Linked DNA regions of Sus scrofa: all the other regions are linked to region 3. Evidence: chromatin contacts called from public targeted proximity ligation data. All regions are on one chromosome and are shown on one strand. The core of a region is the stretch at or near the end of the contact, and the rest is flanking DNA. Distances in the headings are between cores, read along the strand shown.

Region 1 (4,714 bases), core at 2,027-4,526, 510 kb after region 3:
CCATTCTCAGTGAGGTTTCCTTGGACATCTTAATATAAATCTTAAACTTCTTCCCCAGCATTCCCCATCACCTTCTCTTTTTTTTTCCCCCCCTCTATGGTCTAACATACCATCTAACATATTTGTTTTTAAGTAGGGAGTTACATCGCATTTGTTCACTGCTATATCCTGAGTGCTGAGAATAGCCAGTGGCACACAGTGGACATGTATGTTGTTGAATGAATGAATAATTGTGCTAAGGGCGTTGGAGGCACTTAATACAAACTTCCATTCCTGGTTCCCATTAGCGCTTGAACTTGGGAAGTCACAGATGAATCCTGCTGTTATTGCGGCTGAAGCCTTCATCTCCCGAAAATGATTTCTCTGTCAAAAACAAGCTGCGTTTGTAGGCTCTGCTTTCCTCCTGTTGGGCAATCTGGAGCTTGTTCTGGCTCTTGTAAGCATGTTTGTGGTTGCAGAGGAAAATGAATATTTCTCACCCAAATGTTGTCATGTCATCATCTCTGTCTGGCAAGCAGAGAAGCAGATGTTCTGTTCCTTGACCTCAGGCTAGTGGTTACAGTTTTGGGTGTTAAATATATTTCATGAAACTGCATTTGCACATGCAGGACTGCTGTTTTCATTTAACTTTATGCAGTCTTAAAGCTCAGCAAGCTTTAGGAAGGTCCAGTTTGGGGGCACTAGAAGAGTTTGTCTGTAAGTATGTGTGTGTGTGTGTGTATTTACACAGATATAGATCCATATATTTGTATATCCAGCTAGCTTACTCTTGCGAAACATGTTTATTTTGAGATCAACACTTCTAAACATTACAAAAAGTAGCCCTAAGAACACTGCCAAGAACAAATTTTCTTCTTTCCAGAGCATGGTTTTCAGCAGATGATTTTTAGAAACAAAATTCAAAGAAACCACACTGCTATTCTAGCAAAGAGGATTATTCATTAATTTTTTTTAAATTTATGAACATTTAATACATACCACTCTTGGCCAGGCATGTTGCTGAGTTTTGGGGACGGAGGAATGGATTTGATTTGATCTTCCAGAGAGCTGGGTGGCTGGGAATGTCTGATGTGCCCACCGTGAAATGGCTGAGCCCAGATCACAGTGTACAAAGGGAAAGGGCAGTGGCCCAAGCTCTGGTCCTGACTGTCCCCCAGTGTCATCAACCTTAGCAAGCCACTTATGTTTTTAGGGCCTCAGTTTCTTCTGTAACATAGGGATTGCCTTAGGTGATTGCTAAAGTCCTTTCTGGCTGTACAAAAAGCTTTGGTGCTCAAAGATAGTGTGATTTCTGGGGTTTTTTTTCTCCCCAGTGATCCTTTCCAGGATACCTTATGAATTCCTCTGCAGACACATGATGAACCACACACAACATCTGTTACAAGGTTCAACATCAGTATAAAGTGATGGTTTAAGGTTTGAATTTCTCACTAGATTCAAATTCCTGGGTGCCAGATATGAGGTTGACAGGGGTGTGGAGTACCAGAGCACCCTTGTACAAGGAGGCTTTGTGGTTGGTGAGCCACCTTGACTCTTGTAGACAGTCATCGGGCCAACCCTGGCCATGGTTAGGAATGCCTGTGGTCACCCTCATAGTAGACTAGTGTCTCAGCCTTGGCTGGCTGTGCATCACACCCATGGAGTATTGTTTTGTTTTGGGGATTTATTTTCTTCTTCTTCTTCTTCTCCTTCTCCTTCTTCTCCTTCTTCTCCTCCTCCCCCTCCCCCTCCCCCTCCTCTCCCTCCCCCTCCTCCCCCCTCTTCTTCTTCCTCTTCCTCTTTTTTTCTTTGTTAGCCATATACATGCTTGAGCCCACCCTGAGCCCATTACATCTGAATGTCAGAGGGTGAAGCCAGCATCTCTATATTTGAGGTGCCTCCACGGGTTTAAAAATCACTCTGGGTAGACTTATCAAAGGCCATTGTGGGATATGGGAACAGTGACTGGCCTGAGTGGGCACACACACCTCTTAGGGCTGAATTTCTCCACAGTATTCTTAGAAGGTTTGGTAATACCCAGTGTTTCTGAGCAAGGGTCTATCTACATTATGCTAATTACTAACCAGCTTTCATCCACTAAGGTAAATTTTGACTTTGGATGTTCCCCTTAAGAGTATTTTATAACTTAGCATTTGTTAGTGGGAAGGTATCTCATTTTTTACTGGTTAAGGATAAATTGAAGATGGTAGACCACTGATTTCCTTTTTTTAAATTTTATTTATTTATTTATTTTTAATTTTTTTTATTTTTTGCTTTTTTAGGGACGCACCTACGGCACGTGGAGGTTCCCAGGCTAGGGGTGGAATTGGAGCTATAGCTGCCGACCTGCACCACAGCCACAGAAACACAGGATCTAAGCCACATCTGTGACCTACACCACAGCTCACGGCAACTCCAGATCCTTAACCCTATGAGCGAGGCCAGGGATCGAACCTGCATCCTCATGGATGCTAGTCAGATTCATTAACCCTTGAGCCACAATGGGAACTCTCTCTTTTTAAAATTTTTTAAATGTATTTTTTATTTCGTTCTTTCTTTCTTTCTTTCTTTTTTCTTTGGGGGTCTTTTTGCCATTTCTTGGGCCGCTCCCTCAGCATATGGAGGTTCCCAGGCTAGGGGTCTAATTGGAGCTATAACCACTGGCCTACGCCAGAGCCACAGCAACGCGGGAATCTGAGCCGTGTCTGAAACCTACACCACAGCTCACGGCAATGCCAGATCCCTAACCCACTGAGTGAGGCCAGGGATTGAACCCACAACCTCATGGTTCCTAGTTGGATTTGTTAACCACTGAGCCATGACGGGAACTCCTGTATTTTTTACTTTTTAATGTTTTTGGCTGTGTCCATAGCGTGTCGAAGTTCCCAGGCCAGGGATGGAACCCACGCCGCAGAAACAGCCTGAGCCATAGCACTTAAAAACACACACCAGATCCTTGAACTGCTGGGCCACCAGGGAGCTCCTTCTTTTTTTTTAGACATAAGGATCTACCTGAGGTGTGAGTTGATTTGGGAAATTTGACGATGCAGGACAGTGCCATCTTTTCATGCTTATTATCTATAAAGTTTTGAGAAATGGTTTTTTAAAATGGCTATTGATAAAAGGCTCGGCTAATAAAGTTTGAAACTATTCCAATTTCTAATTGACAGAGGAAGAGCTGGCAACTCCCCCGCTAGATGGCATCATTCTTCCAGGAGTGACGAGGCAGAGCATTCTGGACCTGGCACACAACTGGGTGGGTGCCTTTGACATGAACAACTTCTATAAGCATGAAACCAAAAGTAATCAAAATAAGCTCTGCTTATTCTGTTGAAATAATATCCTGTAGTTCCAACCAGTGTTATCTTTAAATCTTGAGTGGAAAGAACTCTTCTAGAAGGACTGTCTTGGCAAGACTATCAAATAACTATTGTTGATAGGAAGGGGAGGCAGAAACCAGTTTAGCAAGTTGTACTGGTGGAGAGGTGTTGTAGTACTAGTCTCAGACTTTCTACTAGGTGTCACCTGCCAACTCTCCTGGTTTATACTCTGCATGCTTCTTTTTTGCCAGCCTTTAACTTTTTTTTTTTCTTAGGGCCACACTTGTGGCATATGGAGGTTCCCAGGCTAGGGGTTGAATCAGAGCTGCAACTGCCAGCCTGCACCACAGTCACAGCAATGCCAGATGTGAGCTGTGTCTTCGACCTACCCCACTGCTCTCAGCAACACTGGATCCCCAACCCAATGAACAGGGCCAGGGATCAAACTTGCATCCTCATGGATACTTGTTGGGTTCATTACTAGTTAGTTACTAATCGGGTTCTAAGCCACAATGGGAACTCCGGAGCCTTTAACTTCTCAAGTCTGGGTGTGTTGTTTCTAAATGACCATAATCCACAGTCCTTCCCATCCTTGATTTACAGAACATGCTTGTCATAGAAATGAAAGAATTTTCCTGATGTGTAAATGTTTACTAACACAACATTATTAATTTTGCTGCCTTCTTTCCTCCTCCTTTCTGCCCCATCATCCCAAATTCGCACACATGCTTAATTTAAAATCTAAGCAGTAGCTTTTCTGATTCACGTGACACAGGCACGTGTGTTAAACCATTGGGGATTGGAAATGACTTGACATATTCAAGATGAATATTGAATGAGTTGGTTATCTGGCACAAGTTCTTAGATGGAACATTTGACCCATGTGCTGACATGGTCTCCAAGGAACAAGATAAGGCTCTGAGCATCCTGTGGTCAAACAGTACTAACAGAACAAATGTTTAGAAACATACACATCTAGGAGAGTACGGTTTCTCTGGAAAAGGCTTTAGAAATAGAGAAACTGTGCTATAAATAATTCTACAAAACCCTGAAGTAGACAAGACCCAACTGCCACATGCTGGCTGGCACATTGGGCATGACATTTACAAACTGTTGGTATAATTTCAAACAGCTTGCCCTGTCCTAAATATGTTTGCGGTTGGAGAGATGTATTTTCCAAGCTCAGTAATTTTTGTTTTATTAAAGAGAAAAAACCACCAAGTACAGAAGGCTTGATGACAAGTTGCAAGTGGAAATGCTTTCCCTCACTAATGATTTGCTAGCATGAAAAATAGGTGATTATGGAGGAAGTTTTTTTCCTTGACTCCTTAGCTATAATTTATTTTTAAAACAGTGAGACATAAATGCCAAGAGGCATGTGGGGGGTTACCATTATTTGCCAGACAGGGGAAACT
Region 2 (4,246 bases), core at 223-2,722, 390 kb after region 3:
TAAACGAAAGAGGAATTTCATTCCTTCCAAATGTGCAATCCTAAATACTTGAACTAGAGCTCATTTAGTTTGCAAGATAAACATGTTTTTATTTTTTTCTGCCTGGAAGGTAAGAATTAGGGTTGTGTTACATAAATATTCCATCCATTTTTTTGTTTTTATGTCATGCAAAATGCAATCACCTTCTCACCATGACTTTTCCCCCATAAAAGTACTCACAAAGTAACTAGCACACAGAATTGAATAATAAATCACTCTACGTAAAACCTAGGCATTCCCCACATACCCAAAGCAACAGACTCAGCCTGGTGTTGATGGGAAAAAGGAATTTTCTCAGACAAGAATTTCTATTCTTGAAAATCAGCAACCAGGTGTGAAAGTGTGACAGGACTGAATGATCCTGATAAATGTCAGCACCGCAGTAGGACATAAAAGGGAGTTGTCAATTCTCACGCCTTCTTTAAAATTCTCAACCAGGCTTCATTTCCCAGCATTTTGTTGTTATTGTTTAGATTTCAAGTTTATGGGCATAAATAGTCTATAATGTTTATTATTACCATTATATGACTTGTGACATTTATGCATTTGCCTTCTTTCCCTCTTTTATGTCTATTTACAAGATAATTTTTTAAAATTACCACTTTTTATAAAAACAATTTTAAGTATTGTTAATACTCTGTATTGCGTGTTACATTACTTTCTCATTTCACTTTGTTTTCTTACCACTGTCTATATTTATTTTGCCCTCCTTTTACTATTTTTAAAAAATGGATGGAGAGCTCATTAATTTTCTCTTTTGTTGTTCCAACAGAGGCAATTAAATGTTTGATTTTGATAAAACATTTTAGTGGCATCCTTGATTTTTATGTCATATTGCTGTTACATATTCAACAAAGCATTTTGTGGGGTTTTTTTTGTTTGGTTTTTTTTTTTTTTTTGCTTTTTAGGGCCACACCCAAGGCATATGGAGGTTTCCAGGCTAGCGGTTGAATCAGAGCTACAGCTGCCGGCCTACACCACAGCCACAGCAATGTCAGATCTTTATAACGCACTGAGCAAGGCCAGGGATCCAACCTGCAACCTCATGGTTACTAGTCGATTCGTTTCCACTGCACCACAACTGGAACTACAACAAAGCATTTTTATCAGCAACAAGCAAAGCATGCTGGGGATTATTTTTTTTTTTTTTTTTTTTTTTTTTTTTTTTTTTTTTTACCAATCAGATCAGACAGTCCTCTTTGTACAGATGCTGGGGATTTCTTGGTGTCCTCTTCAGGGACAGGACCAGCAGCATGAAGTATAACGAAGGCTCTGCTGAAACACACTTTGCACCGTTTTAAGTGCCAGTTTCGGGTGCATGAAAGTCACTGAGGAAAGGAGGAAAAAGGAAGCAAAACGGGAGTTCCCTGATGGCTCAGTGGGTTAAGAATCTGGCTTTGTCACTGATGTGGCGAGGGTCACTGCTGTGGCGAGGGCTCAATCTGGCCTGGGAACTTCGGCATGCTGTGGGTGTGACCAGAAAAAGAAAAGAGTGTGAATAAAGTTAAGTTGAAGCCATCCAAGAGAGAAAGTGAAAACAGTTTGGGGGGAATGTACAGGATTTCTTAAGACTGTTTAGAACTACTTGCCCAATGAGGGGCCAAAAAACAACAGCCTAGGACTTTCATTTTTTGTGAAAAATCACCACAATGTATTTTATCTTGGGCAAAGGATACATGGATCAATCTGTGGATGAATTTATTTCCTCTGAGTGAGTCAGTTGGGATGGTCAGTTAACTTATTTGAGCAAACAGACATTATCACAAAACAGCACTGATGGTCACATCTATCTTATTACTTGGGCTTTCTGCATTACTTGAAAAATGCTGCCATTCCCAAAACAGGCAGATTTCCAGGAGTTCCCATTGTGGTGCAGCGGAAATGAATCCAACGAGTATCCATGAGGATGCAGGTTCAATCCATGGCCTCACTCAGCACGTTAAGGGTCCGGCATTGTCTTGAGCTGTGGTGTCATTCGCAGATATGGCTCAGATCTGGCATTGCTGTGGCTGTGGTGTAGTCTGGCAGCTGTAGGTCTGATTCAACCCCTAACCTGGGAACTTTCATATGCTGCTGGTTCACCCCTAAAAAGAAAAAGAAAAGAAAAAAAAGACGCAGATTTCCTCCTCGTCTGCTAGTTACTCTTAGTGGGAGAAAGGGGTGGGTAATTTCATGCCTGTGATGTAGGCTTAATAAAGTCAAATTCAGCCTTCGGTGAGCCTTTCCAACTTTCTGTTTCTGTTCATGTACCCCTCCACTCCTGCCTATAATGGCCTTCCAACCAAACTCGCTTCTCTCTTTCCACTATAATTAACCACAAGAGGAGCTGTACAGCATCACAATTAAGAGCCTCGACTCAAGATCTGGATTGCGAGTTTTCCTCTGAACTCTGCCTCTTGAACAGGTGGCTTAACCTCTCCATGGCAGTTTCTTTGTCTGTACCATGGTGGTAACCACAGCAGCAAAGTGAGGATGGAGTGAATTTCTATATGGAAAATACACAGAACACAGCCTAGCACAGTGCAGGTGCTCCACGTGCTAGCTCTATAATCACCCCAAATACATCAGACCCCCAGGAGTTTCTCTCAGCTTCTCCATCTTTATTATCTATTGCTGGGAAGCAAATGACCCTGAGATGTAGAGGCCCAGATCGATAAACAGGTAATTACCTCACAGTTTGTATGGGTTAGGAATCTGGGACTGTTTGGCTTGGTGGTTATACTTCCAAGGTCACTCCCGTGATCATTGGCAGACCTTGAACCCTCACCACAAGGGCTTCCCAGCACGGCTGCCTCACAACTTGGCGAATGGCTCCCCCCGCCCAGTCACTGATTCAAGAGAAAGAGAGAAAATGAAGAATTTACACACACACACCAAGAATATCAAAGTTTTTTATTTACTTATTTATTTATTTTTGTCTTTTGAGGGCTATGCCTGCAGCATATGGAAGTTCTCAGGCTAGGGATGGAATTGGAGCTGTGGCCTAATTTTGGAAGGGATATCTCATCATGTTGCCATATTCTTCTTTTTCTTCTTATGGCCATACCCATGGTGTGTGGAAGTTCCGAGGCTATGGGGTAAAATAGAAGATGCAGCTGCAAGTCTTCTATTCAACTCCTGCCATATTCTATTCATTACAATCAAATCAGTAAATCTGGCCCACACTTAGGATAAGAGATTACACAAAGGCTGGGACTACTAGGGACAGACTATGTCCCATCAACTGTGAGCTGATTTGGAGAGAGTCCCTAAATTATTTTGCCTGTGCATATATAGAGAGTATTACCTTCACCAGTGAGAACCAGCCTCTAACGTCTACCCTCTTACTAAATAGACATGAGTTTTGGTGATAAAACCCCATATATTTAACACCCAATATGCTAATTTGCCAAGGTTGATGCAGAGAGCTGGCTTTTTCTGTACAGAGTTAGATAACACCCCTGGAGTATATGGTGGAGAGCAAGTCAGCTGGTCACCCCTGGAAATGTAGCTTAAGCTAATTGGCATGTACGTAATATTATGCCAACTGCACTGAAGTGTTTTTAATTACACATTTTATAACACCATCCTCTTAGATTTTCTGTAAGTCCAAAGTCCTATATCTATGAAAACCTCTTATTTTAGAAAATATGGCTGTAAGTAAAAGCATAAATAAAGGAAATAATAAAAAGAAAATGGTAGGACTTACATATTTTTCTAACTTACACAAGTCTCAAAATGGAAAATCCAGACAAGTGGAATGTCTGTGTTGAATCCCACTGCACAGCGGCTCAAAGCTGAGAAAGTGTTTTGTTGACTTAATAAAGCTCGTTGGCAGCTCAAAAGGCTGTGATGGCATTTCTGCTGCACAGAGATCTGAGGGGCTGATCTTCCATTAATTCTCAAATACACCTAAGGCAGGGGACACACAAAACTGAGAATAATACAAAAATCGTCTTTAAATTTTAAAATGAAGGTTTAAATAAATAAAAGCAAATTGTATATACTAGGATCTCAAATATATAGATAGAAGAGGGGAAAAGCCTGAAAAGTTATACCCAAATTATTAACAATGGAAGTTATGAACAGTAAAATTTTACTTTTCTTCAACTTCCAATATTCCCAAAATAAAGTCAGATTTCCCTAGCAACTCGGTGGAGTAAGGATGTAGTGTTGCCACTGTTGTGGCTATCAGTGCTGTGGCATGGGTTGGATCCCTGGCCCGAGA
Region 3 (4,905 bases), core at 698-3,197:
CGTTGCCATGAGCTGTGGTGTAGGTCGAAGACAAGGCTCAGATCCCAAGATGCTGTGGCTGTGGTGTAGGCCAGCAGCTACAGCTCCAGTATGGCCCCTAGCCTGGGAACCTCCATATGCCACAGGTGCGGCCCTGGGGGGGAAAAAAAAGGCAAGTAGTCTGTATTCAAACCAGTCCATTGTAAAGATTCATAGGACTCAACACTAAAAAATTATTGGGAAAAGTATTTCGATGATTAAAGCATGTTTTTCTTACTTTAGTAGCTGTTAGTGCAGAAAATAATGACTGTAAAAAAGCCTATCTTCTGTTTTAGTATTCTAAAGCATAAACTGGTGTTACAATGGAAATGAGAGTGATACATAACGTAGTATTCACAACTAAATGATCTTCCTTGCTTAGCAGTAATGATTAAGATGCCTAGAATTACAAAGTGACTTACAAAAAAAATGTTAGTGAAAAAAATCCTAAGGTTCATCTTGCCGTCTTTGAGATGGGCATACCAACCAAGGGTTTTACTTTTCAGAAGCGTTGCCCATAAACTATTTGGCAGCAGAGGGCGCTCTCCTGTTAAAATCCAAAGTTCTCATTTAAAAGCTGTTAGAGGCTCATATTCGCTAGCGTCCAAATACCGTTGTTGAAAGTATTGTCAAAAAGCAAAGGAGTCCGAATGAGTTTTGAGTTTTATTTAGGGGAGAAGGACATCAGACCAGAATAGTTACGAACCATAATTTAATGAGACCTTAGATTTTTAGCAATGCTTATTCACTTCAAAATGATTGTATTTGATTCATTCCAGTAGTATTTCCTGAGGAAAGACACAAACATATACTTCTAGGGTCATCCTCCGATACTGTTACGGGACGGCTTGAAAACTTAGCATGCGCTGTGTGCCCAATAAGAGCAGGACATCTTAAAACAAAATGAAAATAATCATATTTATCGCATTCGAAAGTATGCAATTCACTATGTCACAGATTTTACCTAAAAAATGTTTACAACGAGCAGTAGATACTATGTCTCTATGAAGAGATAAATGTTTGGTAATATCTGAATACTAATATAAAATAATGTCTGCATATTTATCTCCAGTGATCAATGGCATCCTCTGGAGAGAAACCTGTGAGCCAATAACCCGCACCTCGGGTTGTTCCCGAATTCCAAAGCGTGGTCTTTCCCCCACCCCTCTGATCCTCTCAGCCACCACCCGCTCCCCAGAGCGAACCAGCTCTGTTCAGGGCCAAGTTGCTGAAGATTTTCAATCACTACCAGAGATTCTTTTCCCTTAGAACCACAATGTGGCATGTTTCCGCATCGCCGCTTTATATTGGCTAATTGGTGCTTTTTTAAAAGCTTAACTTTAAACCAGGAGGAATCATACATTTTGCATTTTCTGAACACTCCCTTGTTTCGTTTTCAAGCTAACGAGGTCTTACGAGTGAACATGCAAAAGCCTTTTTTGAACACCCCAAGTCGCAAGTCATTGGACAGGGCTCTAGCTGCGTGTCCAGGTCTCACGTGGTGCCTGTGCGAGCCACCCAGAGCGTTTGCTCTGGTGAAACCCTTAAAACTTTCTTTTTCTTTTTGTAGAAAGCAAAAACACCCCTGTCTAAATGCGCCGGCCCAGTGCCTGTCAAGAGATCCTTATGGGAGGCCGCCGGCGTCCCAGAAGACCGCCGCATGACTCAAGACTCGAAAGGTTCCCGAGTTCAAGCTACTCTGGACGCCGCGGCTGCTTCGCGCTCGTCGCCGGGCCGCGCAGCCGCCACCCTGATGTCCCCACCCGCGGGTCCGCGCGCCCCGCGCGCCCGCTGAGGGGGAGGGGCGCGCTCGGCCGAGGTCGCCGCCCGGTTGTGCAATCCGGCTATGCAAATAAGCGGGGTTACGACAGCCAATTAGAAGCCGGCTCTGCCGTGACGCGCGCGCCGAGAGCCCGTAGTATTTATAGATCGTATTTAAAGAGCCCTTGGGAGTCTCCCCGGGCTCGGCTGGGCGGCGGCGGCGGCGGCTGCAGGGCTGTAGTTGGCCGGGCGCGAGTGAGGTGGCGGGGCGGTCGCTGCTGGTACCGTCCCTGTGGGGGTGTTGGGCGTGGAGGAGTGTCAGAGCACGTTCTATAGTAGTTTTTACCCACTTCCTAGCTCGGTTTCTGGAGAGGAGGAGGAAATGGTGCAGTTTCCACAGTAGTTTCGCTTCAAACAAAGCCGGGGATTTGGAATCTCAAAGCTCAAGGTGGGGGATGGGGGCAGCAGGTTGAACCGACCCCGCCCGGGCCCCTCATTTGAGCCACAAACCGCCGCCGTTTCCTGGTGCTGAGCTGTGTAGAGGCACCCTTCCTGGGGGGAGGGGAGAACAATACCGCCTGAAAAGCCAAAAGTCGCGGAATTTGGGGGCGGGGTGTATTCGTAGAAAATAAATTACGAGATAGTGGCCCTGATTATCTTGGCGTTGAGTCGACTGATCTTCAGACTTCCTGGCCAGCGAGCTGCACACTGCAATGCGAAAGCAGGAAACTGGCATTACGTCAGAAGAGAGGAGACCCAAATTGCAACGGTTGCATCTGCAGGCCTGGCTCTTTTTCCTTGGAGAGGTTCCGGGGTCCGGGCCCAGGGTGCTGCCCGAGCCAGGCGTCGCGGGCTTTCACGCCGAGGGCCCACCCCTGGCGGCACCCGGGGACCCCAGGCCCGGGCGCCTATAGCCCTAGCCCTCAGCCTCTGCACGTTGTCCTCCCCGGAGGGCTCTTCAGCAACCACGACTAATTCCTTTTAAAGATAGCCCCGCGCCTAGCTGGATGTCTTAAATTCCCGGGGAGGGGGAGAGGGCGGGGTGTTGACTACTGCCCTTAGTTGAGCAGGAGCTCATGTCCACCTCGGGAAAGCAGGTGGCAAAGGGGAGGAATCCCAGCCTAGTGTAGAACAGGACGAGTTATCCCCACCTGGTCAAGGATCTCAACCTTGAGGGGCGTGGTCACAGGAAACTTGTTTTCTGCCAGGGACCCTGCTCCTGAGGCTTTGCCACTGCTTCTTAGAAACTGCTTGAGGATGGACCGCCGTGAAGCAGGAGGATATCGTGAATTAGTACATTCTGTCTCTTGGAAAACTTTGAAGAGTTTGACTCTAGCCTCACCTGCTCCCTCACTCCCTGGCTCAGGGTCATTACAAGGTAACTTAAGTAACCTGTTCTAGGCTCCTGGCCCACTCCACCTGGGAGCCAAGCTTAGCACAAAAAAGGTGGCCACAGTAGCTAATGATTATTGTTCTGTGCTGGGTGCTGAGCGTTTTGGCAGACTATCTCGTTTAATTATCACCATAACTGCATGAGGTGAGTACTGTTATTCCCATTTTGCAGATAAGGAAACAGATAAGAAGAATCAGTTGTTTCCCTGTGGATGGGAACCAGGCAATCTGAGGGCAAAGCCCGCACTTTCTGTGCAGGGTGGGGAGCTGACTTTGATCAGGGGACCTTCCAGGTTCACCTCACCTCACCAAGAAGGCCTTCATTGGTCCCTGCTGTTTGTCAAACTCAGTAAACCTAGTCCTGCTTAAACATGGTGTTGGGTGGCCTGTTTAATCCCCTGGAGTAAGAGACTGCTCCAGAACACCCAAATTATCTAAGCCAGTTTTCTCATTGCTCTGTATTTGCAGCAGTATCTTATGAAGTTGTTTAATGATTAACTTTATAAAGCACTTGATTCCTAGCGCAAGCCATTGGATAATGTCAGATCCTGTTTAACCCATTAAACATATAGGGAAGCTAAAGAACCAGCTGAGTTATCATGTAAGTTAGGAGTGGGGCTGGGTTCAGAAATAGCTGATAGCCTAATTCAAGGTCAGTGAGTCCTGTCTTTGCTTTTCCCTTTGGTTGCCTTATCCAGCATCATCGTCATCTAGACAGGAGAGACAGCCAGGGAAGAGAACCTGTGGTTTTAGATGATTGTCTGTGATTAATGTCTAGGAAGAGAATTTCAGAGGAGGAAAAGTTAAGAGGGAGAAGGTTATGTTTGTTTATACAATTACAGTTTCATATCTTAGAAACAAGTGATTTGAAAGCCAGGAATCCGATAGAGGTTGAAGGCCAGTTCTGCCCCCTCCCAGGTGGAAGACCTTAGACCACCTGTGGAATATGAGACCCCATTGCCCCATCTGTAAAATGGAAGTAACCTGCTACCCATCTCCTGAAGCCTTGCTCCTGGCAGTCTCCTCCGCTGCCTCCTCTTCCTCCTCTAGTCTTTTACATGCTGGTGCTTCTCAAAGTTCCCTCTTAGGTCCAGTCTCTTCTCACCTAACACTCTCCTGGATGATCTTACCCAGGTCATGTCCCCTGTTACCATTTGAAGTCTTTCTTGCCCAGGTCTCTTTCCTGAGCTCCAGATCTACATGCACAACATGCCCACTTAGATGCCCCAGACTTAAATGTTCCAAACTGAACTACTGGTTATCTGTCTCCCAGCCACTTGTGAAAGGTTGGCCCTCCTGCTGCACATCCCCACCCAGTTATTCATGCCAAAGCCTGGCTAATCCCTTTCCCTTAAATATATCTTATATTTATAAATATTTATATCTTACAGCACTTAATATATCCAATTAATGGCAGACTCCTACCGTGGGCCCAGCTGTTAGCTGCCTTATGTTTACTGACCCCTAAAACCTTCTCCACCTTGCAGACATATCCCCTCCATCAGCCCCCATTGCCTGCAAAATGAAGCATGGCTCCAGCTACAAAGCTTTAGCCACTCAAGACTGGGCCCAGACCTTGGTCTCTAGCTACTCCCCTCGCTTGCACTCTTTCAGCCATTCTTAAATTCTTTCAGTTCTTCTAAGGGTGCCAAATTCTTTTGTTGTTTCTCTGAGTGTTAGCAGAGGCTATTCTGAGAATGCTGCCATATCATGTCACCTCATCCCCATGTCCCT

Evidence for each region.
Region 1: a targeted proximity ligation map of alveolar macrophages shows a contact between it and region 3. A contact is called at or near these places in 1 of 47 Hi-C or Micro-C datasets (fibroblasts) and 1 of 2 datasets of targeted methods (alveolar macrophages).
Region 2: a contact with region 3 is called in a targeted proximity ligation map of alveolar macrophages. A contact is called at or near these places in 1 of 5 promoter capture datasets (liver), 12 of 47 Hi-C or Micro-C datasets (alveolar macrophages, brain, embryonic fibroblasts and 9 more) and 2 of 2 datasets of targeted methods (alveolar macrophages and skeletal muscle).

What each region holds. Positions count from the first base shown.
Region 1 is chr5:48,902,160-48,906,873 of Sscrofa11.1, forward strand. It overlaps BCAT1 (branched-chain-amino-acid aminotransferase, cytosolic), which reads left to right. Exons shown (of 11, transcript XM_021092209.1): 8 at 3,150-3,235. Among named protein-coding and RNA genes, the nearest start is that of BCAT1, 90 kb to the left of the region's middle.
Region 2 is chr5:48,785,034-48,789,279 of Sscrofa11.1, forward strand. No RefSeq gene overlaps it. Among named protein-coding and RNA genes, the nearest start is that of BCAT1, 27 kb to the right of the region's middle.
Region 3 is chr5:48,397,079-48,401,983 of Sscrofa11.1, forward strand. It overlaps LMNTD1 (lamin tail domain-containing protein 1), which reads left to right. Exons shown (of 18, transcript XR_002344073.1): 18 at 1,589-2,823. Among named protein-coding and RNA genes, the nearest start is that of KRAS, 110 kb to the right of the region's middle.